Linked DNA regions of Mus musculus: region 1 is linked to region 2. A link is a contact called in public HiChIP or PLAC-seq data. All regions are on one chromosome and are shown on one strand. The core of a region is the stretch at or near the end of the contact, and the rest is flanking DNA. Distances in the headings are between cores, read along the strand shown. Region 1 overlaps Gm20110 (predicted gene, 20110). Region 2 has its middle 24 kb from the start of Gm34921.

Evidence for each region. HiChIP or PLAC-seq counts read pairs in DNA pulled down with a chosen protein or histone mark.
Region 1: a FOXA1 HiChIP or PLAC-seq map of pancreatic cancer cells shows a contact between it and region 2. The contact joins two enhancer-like sites. A contact is called at or near these places in 4 of 115 datasets of contacts at active chromatin or transcription factors (bone marrow-derived macrophages, embryonic limb bud, microglia and 1 more) and 1 of 9 other capture datasets (embryonic stem cells).

The regions. Positions count from the first base shown.
Region 1 is chr10:99,625,331-99,630,596 of GRCm38.p6, forward strand. The region is part of intron 1 of Gm20110 (predicted gene, 20110); the gene reads left to right. Among named protein-coding and RNA genes, the nearest start is that of Gm20110, 19 kb to the left of the region's middle. Within about 2 kb of position 2,576, at least 18 of the 459 cell types and tissues checked have an H3K27ac peak or open chromatin away from gene starts, as enhancers often do. A contact at or near this core is called in pancreatic cancer cells, where this site is marked.
Region 2 is chr10:99,291,879-99,297,000 of GRCm38.p6, forward strand. No RefSeq gene overlaps it. Among named protein-coding and RNA genes, the nearest start is that of Gm34921, 24 kb to the left of the region's middle. Within about 2 kb of position 1,408, at least 8 of the 459 cell types and tissues checked have an H3K27ac peak or open chromatin away from gene starts, as enhancers often do. A contact at or near this core is called in pancreatic cancer cells, where this site is marked.

The DNA of each region.
Region 1 (5,266 bases), core at 1,326-3,825, 330 kb after region 2:
AACAGCTAAGATCTTATTGAGTCTATTTTGACATCTAGGATTAGAGAAACTGGGGGCAGTGTTCTTTCTAGTCTTGGCAGTACATTTCTCCCACACCCTGACTATTATGCTTTTGAGACAGAGGCTCACCTTATTCTGGTTAACTTGGAAGTCACCCTGTAACCCAGGCTAGCCTCAAATTTATGGCTCCCATCCCACCTCAGCCTGCTGAATGCTGGGGTCAGGGAGGGGCCACCACACCCAGCTACGGATCCCTTTTGTGCTTTTGAGCTCTCCCCTTCCAAGCTCCCTGGGAGGATTCTTCACAGGGCTCCATTAAGATGGAGAGAGCATCGGGTGACATCTGGCTCATTTCTTTCACACAGTTCAAGGATCTATTGTAAATAAGGTGTCATTCACCGTGAGAACCAGAGTAAGGGGGAATCATTACTTTATAAAGACTCTACCTGGCATTTGCAGATACACTCTTGACTCTTCACACAAATCTTTGAATGACCTTTTTTTTTTTTTTTTTTTTTGTCTAGTAAACCTTGCAAGTTATTTCCTTGTTAATTCGTTAAGTAGTTTCTTTGTTCATTTGCTCAAGGATATTAAATATTAGGCTTGATCTTATCCAGCTTTGAAGTTACAGCTCTGAACAATAATGAATCCACCTTCTGAGTATTGCCTTCTTCTTCTTTTTTAAAACAATGCAGGGATGGAGTATTAAATTATTCAGTTCTGACCTTCTGTTAACTTTTTGAAATCTGATTATCATCCAAGAAAGCACTCTAATTTTCTAGTATCTGGATAAATTGGTCAGCATGCCTTCTGTGTCCTCATTTATATATCCATTCAAATAGTGAATCAAGGGCTGGCAGGATGGCTCAGTGGGGAAAGGTTTTTGCTATGAATGTTTGATGACCTGAATTTGATCCCTGGGACCTACATAAAAGTGGACTGAGAGACCTAATTCCAAAATGCTGTCTGCTGATTTTCAAACACACTTTGTTTCTTTCTCTTTTTGTTTTGGGAACTTCTGTTCATTCTTAAATATTTTTAAGTGTTTTTCTGTTTTTGTTGGTTTGTTTGTTCTTGTTTTGAGACACAGTCTCACTGTGTAGCCCAAGCTGACCTCACACTTACAGCAGCCTTCTGACCTCTTGCACGCACCGCCATGCCATCCCAGTCTTCAATCTGAAGAGAGCATCCTCATCTCTAAAGAGCCCACCTGTGTCTCCAGGGCAAACTCATCACCTTCTTCGTTCTGTTATGATTATAACTGTCATTGTCTTACTGCCTCGTGTTGAATAAATTCACTTTAGGTCCTTCTCTTCCACTGAGACTGAAGTACTGGGGGTGTGGGGATACCAACCAGGCCTTGACTCTTTAGGATCAGCACAGAACAAGGCCTAGGTTTGTTACAGGATGGGTTCAAGATGAATGTACTCTTTTGCTTTCAGTTAGCATACCTGAATGGTGATCATAAAAACATACATCCCACAGTCTGATTCCTAACTCTATAAATATTGCCCCGTAGAAGAAGAGAAATCTCTCCTTAGGTGGAAAGGAGAAACCTACTGTGGGTGGTCTAAGGAGAAGACTTTTGGTATGAAAAGAGAAACACAAAGGACAGGAGACCTGAGTGATGGGGCCTCAAGCCAAGGAACGCCCAGATCTATCAGAAGTTCAAGAGGCAAGGGATGGGTTCCAGGGTTTTGGAAGAGACTCTGGCTCTCATCAGACCTTCTGAACTCCTGGCCTCTAGAGCTACCAAAAACCAAAAGTTTATTGTCTTAAGACATCCAGTTTGTGGCAATTTGTTTCAGCGTCTCAAGAAAGCCATGCTAATCTCTTGTGGTAACATTTCTGAAGTTAACTTCCTGTCAAAAGTGAAGAGGTCTTTGGATGGACTAGCATTGGGGAGGTTACACATACAAGATTTTTCCCGAACAGCTTTTCTGATCCTGTACAAGACAAAGGTGCATTGTGACCACCAAGGCTCTAGAATTTCTCAGCATCTTGGGCCACAGGATGTGCCTTTCTCATCCTGTGAAATGCGTGTTACCATAGGTCTATAGGCATTGATGTTCAGCGGGACAGAACTCTACAGTCTGTGAGACTTGGAGCCCATTTATAATCCGACAAAGTAGGGGCCTTAGGGAAGGTGCAGAAGGCATTGTTCCCGAAGTGTGCACACAGGAAACCAGCCCAAGGAGAATGGAATGCCTTTGCAAATATCTAATGTTTGCTTGGCACAGCTTGTCCGGTTGAGCTTTGCAAAATCTTCCTCAGGCTTTGTTTTCCTGGTTTCTGTGGAGCCAGTTCATGTCTCAAGGCAAGTCGGGGCTGGGCTGGCTGGAAACCACTGAGGAATTAGGTGAGTTTACTTGGTCTCCAGGTGCATGACAAGGAATGGCCAGTTCAAGCTATCATGTGGGATATTAATGCTTGTCTGGGGTACCCTTTCCCCTCTCGGTTATTAGTTTTTCTTCCTCAGTATCCTGGATTCTCTTTCTCTTAAATGTCAGTAACAGCTCAAGAGCTTAGGATGTAGCTCGAGATTTAGTTGTCTATGAAAGAATTAGTCATTGTATTTCTTTTGGCAAACCCATCATCATGTAACCCTGCAGCAAAATGAAGGGGAATCAGGAAGCCCGAGGATTTGACCTTATAACAGAACAAACATGGCCTCCAGCAATTAAGTTCTGGGATGGCTTGAGATGTTAAGAAGTAAATAGGTCTACATGGCTTGATTTATTAACCTTTTCGAGTTATAGGCAATATTGAGAAAAACAACTCAAGCTCATGAAAATAGTTGCGTGAAGAGAAAACCATTTCCAACTATTATGCTACTTTAGCAAACTAAATGGCGGGGGTGGGGGGAAGTAGAAGCAGAAAGTGCTAGAAATATTGTATCTCCTTAGCTTGACCTAATAAAGTCTTATTTATTTATTTATTATTTAATGTGTTCATGCTTGTGTGTACATGCATATGAAAGTTCACTCGCACCCAAGTGCGCATATGGCGGCCTGAGGTCAACATTGAGTGTCCACTTCATTGTTATCCACTTATTATTATTATTATTATTATTATTATTATTATTATTATTATTATTATTTGGAGCTAGAGTCTCTCATCACTCTGGCTAGCCTGACTAGTTAGCAATCCCTAGGGTTACCAGTGTCTTCATTTCCCAGACCCAGGACTACAGGTGCATGCCACACCACCACACTCAAAAGTTTTAAAGATTTATGTATTAATTGGATGCTGAGAGCTGAACTGGGGTCCCCAAGCTTCCAGGGGAATCTCTTTAATGACGGGGTTATCTCCTTAGTCCCTGCTTTCCCTGTTGAAAACTCAAATTATTTTGTGGCCACTCCCACTTGAAAGATTTCAAGACTGCATGTCTTAAATTACAGCTACTCTCAGACATCTCAATTAACTTTAATTCCGCTTTTCTCTAACGTCCCATCAGGTTATCTGTAGTCACCTTGTCTTCTCAGTACTTCCTGTCCTGACTTGGTTCCTATGGATTTGCATTTATTGCCCAAGAAGCTTAGTGGAAATGACTTTTTATTTTTTCAAATTTGTATGTTCCATATTTTTCTCTTTTAATGAACCACAGATAGATGGCTTTTGTTTAGAATGACATCTTTTTGCTCAGAGATGAGGGTCTCAATAGAACCTCAGCCCTGGGAGACATCACTCTACCCGTGTCTGATGTCTCACATTCATCTTTGTGGATTCTGACCTTAAGGTTTCTGCAGACAAAACCTAAGCACACGGATCCATATTACCTCCCCCTCCCTCAAACTTTTCCCTCATAGTCCAATATTCAGCAAATATGAAGTCTAACTTGTGGTAACTCAGAGGTATTTCTTTTCTTTGAAGCAGCGAGTTAGCCTGCTATAATGGATGTGAGTTCGCATGCAAACATGTGTGTGAGGAAGTGATGTGCATGTATGATGAGACATAAACCATAGGATATCTGCTTTCTTACGAACCAGCCAGATAGGGCCTTTATGTCACTTGAATGTGGGGTTCAGTTGACACATAGGAGAAGAGAGGCCATGAAATGAGGAAACTTGGAGTTTATGGCTGAGTTAATGGGCTACCTCTCTTTGCAGAAAGAAGGGGTGAATTTCTACTTTATTATCTTGGAATGTGAACGCCAAAGGTCTCTGTCATTGGGCCTGATGCTATGGCTTAAATCATACACTGAAAGCTTAACCTCTTGTGGTATTGAGGGGTCTTTGGGAGACAGGCAGGTTATATGGTCAACACTTTTGTGAGGAGAACATATGCATTTGTAAGAGAAATGCAAATGAGCTTGTTTGCCCCGGCACTGTGAGAGGACACACTAAGAAATGACATTTACATTGAAAGCATATTCTCACCATATGCTCAATCTGCAGCCCCTTAATTTCTGCCTGCAGACATGTGAACAATTCTCATGTTATTTTTCAATCTACTCAGTCTACATTATTTTACTGTAACAGCAGAAAGGGATAAAGATGTTAAAAGTACCACAATACTTTGATTCAGAAATCATTGTTTTCTGCAGTTCCTGCCCAAGAAGAAACTTGAATTAGTTCTTGATGTCTTGGCTAAGGTTAAATGGAAACAGCACAAAGGATTCTTATATAATGTCTTGACATGAGCGTTTACTCTTTTGTCTTAAGTATAAAGAAAGAGAGTGGGGTATGTAGATCAACTGTAGCGCACTTGTGTGAGGTTCTAGGTTTGAGGAAAAACACCACAAACTTTCTGGCAGAAAAGGAAATAAAGAAATGACCTTCCTTAGGGGAAGGACACTGGTTTAAAGAGTCCTAATATGAAACTGTGGAGTTGCAGAAGAAACTGAAGTCTAGGGGAAGCACTGGCCCCCCAAGTGGCACAGAGTATGATGAACTTAGACTCATATATCCTTGGGTTCAAAGCCACACTCCGCCATTTGGCTATTTGTTTTTAGAAAGCCAAGGAAGACTCTGGAAAAGGCAACTCTTCTACACACCCAGTGAGAGTATAAAAAACTAAAAATAGAACTACCATGCATACATCCAACAACCGGGATCAATATGTTATTTTGGATATCCAAAATAATCGGAATTGTTACACTGAAAAGATAACTCATCCTCATATGCACTGTAGCATCATTAATGATCGTCAAGACATAAAATCAACCAAAGTACCCTTCTGCCGATGGACAGATAAGGAAATGTAGTCTATCTGCCTGAAAGACTAGCTTCAATGGTTAAAAGGATGGAAACCGGTCATTTGTGTT
Region 2 (5,122 bases), core at 158-2,657:
TCTGGTTGGAACACTTGGTTCGTCTTTTTCTGTCTAGTTGAAACTATATGAGCACGGTGGGAGTGGTAGCTTTATGTGTGTAGTCCCAACATTGTGGAGGCTGAGGCAGACAGATGCTGAGTTCAAGGTCAGTGTTGGTTACACAGTGAGACCTCATTGCAAAAATAACAAATCAACAACAATAAATTACAAAGCTAGATTTAATTAATTTAGAAGAAAAATCACATTATTTATTTTACTTTAAAACACTTTTAAAAAAAGGATTTAAAACAGGAAATTGAAAAAAAAGAGAAGGGAATATTTATCTACTGTATGGGTTCAGATGCTGTTTCTGTTAGCTTGGGCAGATTATTTTAAGAAATTAGTTGCCTGAATAGTAATTGTTCATTTGTTCATGGTCACAATAGTCAATGGTCCATTCTGGCTCAACTGACTCTGTCATCACGTCTCCTTATCAGTTCCCATGCACAGTGGCCAGAGTGGAGACATTGTTGGTAGTTTGCAGATAGCTGTGGCCATCCCTTCCATCTTGTACAAAAGTCTTCTGTCATTGTGATGTTGCTGTTTCTGTGTACAGCAGAAGAGATTATTTCCTGTTATCATTTGTTGATGTTTGTTATGAGACCATATCCCAGTATCTTGCCTAGACTGGTCTTGAACTTTTAACCCTTTTATGTCTCTGTGTCAGCTTTCTGAGTAGCTATGATGAGATGCATAAGACCATGTTGGGCTTCTCTCTTCTCTCTCTCTCTCTTACCCTTGTGCTTTGATTTAGTTGATATTTTTTTTCCAGTGCGGATGTAAATACTGCTTTTATTTACTTAGATGAAGGGACGGCACGAGAGCCATCCCTAAGCTATACAAATACACAGCGTGGACTGAGCCAGAGTGCTTCTTTTTCTCATCTATCTATCCCTAGGCTTAGACCTAGGCCTGGAAGCTGCTAGCCTCCATACAATGTAGTTTTCGAAGCTGGTTGTTTCAATCTAGCTTCCCTCAATTTCTGCCTGAATTACTCTGCTTGGCCTTATACTAACTTTGGCAATATATTTTAATCTTTGGATCATTCTCTGGTTCATTCTGTCTTTACCTATGTCTAACTTGTTCTCTTTCTGCCTGTTGTCTTTGTAAAACTGTCCTGGTAAAACTGCCATGTATATGCACCCCACCCCACCACCACCCCCTCTCTTCTTCTGCTCTTAAGTAACCTCTCTTTCCTGGGCCGTTCTCCTGTGAGTTGGGCGTATCCTATCTCCGACTCATTCTGTCAAATCTTTATCTGATTCATCACTTTGTCTACCCCCCAATTAGATGTCACTTTCAAACATGGCTGCTGCCTCCTATAAACTAACCTTACCTTCATTGTTAGGGATAGAAAGTGTGTACTAAGGGTGTGTCCAGCCAGGTCATATTGTAATTCAGGGCATGTCTGCATTCCAGCAGAGTCATGTAGACCTAGAAGATCTTTCCCTTGCCAGAGCAGCCATGTTGGTAGATTAAAATTCCTTAACAGTGGGACATTAGCAAACAGGATACCGTAGCCTTTTGAATTTGCACAATGGAACTTGTTCTTTGGCTGCTATGAAACCAGAGGTCACCTGAGGAAGACACTTCACTTGGCCTCAAAGAGAATAGAATGGGAACCCTGTGCTGTGTTCCAGCTGAGACTGGAGATGTGAATGAGGCCATCTTAGTTCCACAGCTGTGTCAACTTGATCCAGATCCAAAGAACTAAGCAACATTGGTGCCACAAGCTACTTCATATTCATCTTTGCCAGCTTGTTTAAACTATTACATGTATGGCCTGCTTGTTAAGTCACACAGGACAACCATTTTAACAATTATTTTTGTGTTTATGTGCTTTAGGAATTTGAATGATCTGATTTTTTTTTTCCAGACAGGGTTTCTCTATATAACTCCGCTGTCCTGAAAGTTGCTCAGTAGACCAAGTTGATCTCAAACTTATGAAGATTTGTTTGCCTCTGCCTCCCGAGTGCTGGAGTTAAAGACACAAAATGGTGTTCTAGATTATTTTATGAAGCAGTGTGGTTCATGGTTTATGAATTTTTCTTGCCAATGGGGATGCTTCATTGACAAGGAAAGTTAGTCAATGGGAGGGAAGGGAATGGTCTGGTTGCATGGATCCATAGAAGTGTCCTCATGTCCCTCTTACAGCAAGAGGACCTGCAAAAGTCCAATGGCACCTTTAAGGCTCCCAAACGGATGAAGGTCAAACTGATACGTGAAAGTAATCGAGTTCAGAATGAGAGAATTAAAAGTCAAGATGAAAGCGTTTTGTATTTTCCTCTTGAGAAATGTCTTTGTGAACTGACACCAGAGAAATCACTTCAATTTCCTTCCTGGGATGATGAGTGGTTTACAGTGTTGGGTTGAATTAAGTCAGTGTCTTCAAAAAAGAAAAAGAAAAAACCCACCTCTATTGTACTTACAGCAGACCATTCTTATGGGCTCAAGAAACATCGTCATTACATCGTTGTCTGTAGATGGAGATCATAGTCAAGTCAGGAATTATTCATTTATTCTAGACTCCTAGCTAATGATCTCCCGAGAGCAACCTCTTGATATGAGTTTTCAGAGTTTCAGAGACCTTGAACCAGGTCTGCCTAAGCCCTTCAGGAATGATTTCTACAACCATAGTGCCCCATCATGTCATCGAAACATAAAACTATTAACAAATCGTTACCTTCTACTTCATCTACAATACCACCATGCTGGAGGCATTTTATTTATTTTATTTTATTATTTTTTTATTTTAAGATCTATTTTATTTTTGACATAACAATAAACATGTATGATCATGAATCCAACCTGTATTAAATTAGTAGCTATGGCAAGACAGGAAAATATGTTTTCTTTTTTTATATGGAAAAGAGGCTCGCAAAGGTACAAGTGCCCATGAGAGTCCTGCTGGAACCTGAGTGGATCACTGGCAACATACTTTCCTATCCTAGCTCCCATTCCTTTGGGTTTCCCCTCTTTGGTTTTTTGTTTTTGTTTTTGTTTTTTTTCATTTGATTTTTTATTAGATATTTTCTTCATTTACATTTCAAATGCTATCCCAAAAGTCCCCTATACCCTTCCCACCCCCTGCCCTGCTCCCCTACCCACTCACTCCCACTTTTTGGCCCTGGCTTTCCCCTGTACTGGGGCATATAAAGTTTGCTAGACCAAGGGGCCTCTCTTCCCAATGATGGCCAACTAGGCCATCTTCTGCTACATATGCAGCTAGAGACATGAGTTCTGGGGTTACTGATTAGTTCATATTGTTGTTCCACCTATAGGGTTGCAGACCCCTTCAGCTCTTGGGTACTTTCTCTAGCTCCTACCTTGGGGGCCCTGTGTTCCATCCTATAGATGACTGTGAGCATCCGCTTCTGTATTTGTCAGGCACTGGCAAAGCCTCACAGGAGACAGCTATATCAGGGTCCTTTCAGCAAAATCTTGCTGGCATATGCAATAGTGTCTGTGTTTGGTGGCTGATTATGGGATGGACCCCCGGGTTGGGCAGTCTCTGCATGGTCCATCCTTTTGTCTTAGCTCCAAACTTTGTCTCTGCAACTCCTTCCCTGGATATTTTATTCCCTATTCTAGAGAGGAATGAAGTATCCACAAGTTGGTCTCCTTATCTTGCTTGGGTAGTCTAGGTTTCTGGGCTAATATCCACTTATCAGTGAGTGCATATCAAGTGACTTCTTTTGTGATTGGGTTACTTCACTCAGGATGATATCCTCCAGATCCATCCATTTGCCCAAGAATTTCATAAATTCATTATTTTTAATAGCTGAGTAGTACTCCATTGTGTAAATGTACCACATTTTCTGTATCTATTCCTCTGTTGAGGGACATCTGGGTTCTTTCCAGCTTCGGTCCATAAATAAGGCTGCTATGAACGTAGGGGAGCATGTGTCCTTATTACCTGTTGGAACATCTTCTGAGTATATGCCCAGGAGAGGTATTGCTGGATCTACCAGTAGTACTATGTCCAGTTTTCTGAGGAACCGCCAGACTGATTTCCAGAGTAGTTGTACAAGCTTGCAATCCCACCAACAATGGAGGAGTCTTCCTCTTTCACTGGAGGCATTTTAAAGACTTAATGTACTCAAAATATAAGCAGGCACAGTGTATTTGGTGTATTTGGGAATTAGAGATCTGAAGGACTGGCCAGTTTTCAGATGAGGTAACAAGCCAATAAATTTGCTACCCTGTGGACAGTTGAAGCAGTGAAAAAGCAAAGACTGTTGTTATAGGTGGGAGAAACGGAAAAAAATACCTCGGAACTGAGTGAATGGAAGGAAAGGATATGAGTTCCTGGGCTTGGGGGAAAAACTTTAGAAGGGAGTGGAGAGTATTAAGAGAAGGAGGAGGCTGCCGATCAATTGCCATTTGGGCTATTCTTGACTTAAGGAGTGGTAAAGACAAATTGCCACCACTGTTGTCATTGCTGCCCTCCTCTTCCTCCTCTCCCTCTTCTTCCCCCTTATCCCCTTCCTCCTCCTCAACATCCTCCTCCTTTCTGTGGTCTGTTTCTCAAATCTCACCAAGTTGAAGTTCTCAGAATAGTTTCTGGGTATTCTGACATACCTAAGTACTTGCTCATTTATGTTCCGACGTTGGTTTCTTAAACTGGCCAATATGAAAGAGATAACTCATCAAATCAGTTTGAGAAACATTTTTTACATTAAGCCTCACTTTTTATTACAGTGGACATTAGCATAACAGCCTTAAGAGCTGTCACAGTGGACAAACAATTCTCTCTGTTAAGAATGCAATGGCTGTCAATCCTATTTAGATATAGCGACCTTCATGAAATAATTTAACAGCATGTATAGGTGACTTTTGAGTTGACTGTCTCAGTTCAACCAATATCTATGTATATGTGCATGTATATGCATATGTATATGTATGTATATGTATGCTAGGTATCTTGGAAAGATACAACATATTAGATATGATAGAATAGGAAATATAAAACGTATCATAAATGTATCCTATAAAATAGAAAAAATAAGGAGCAATCAATAAGATGCTTTCATTGAAGATTAAAACAAAACAAAACAAAGCAAAACAAAACACCCAGCTCAAAGTGGCTGAAATGGTGAGG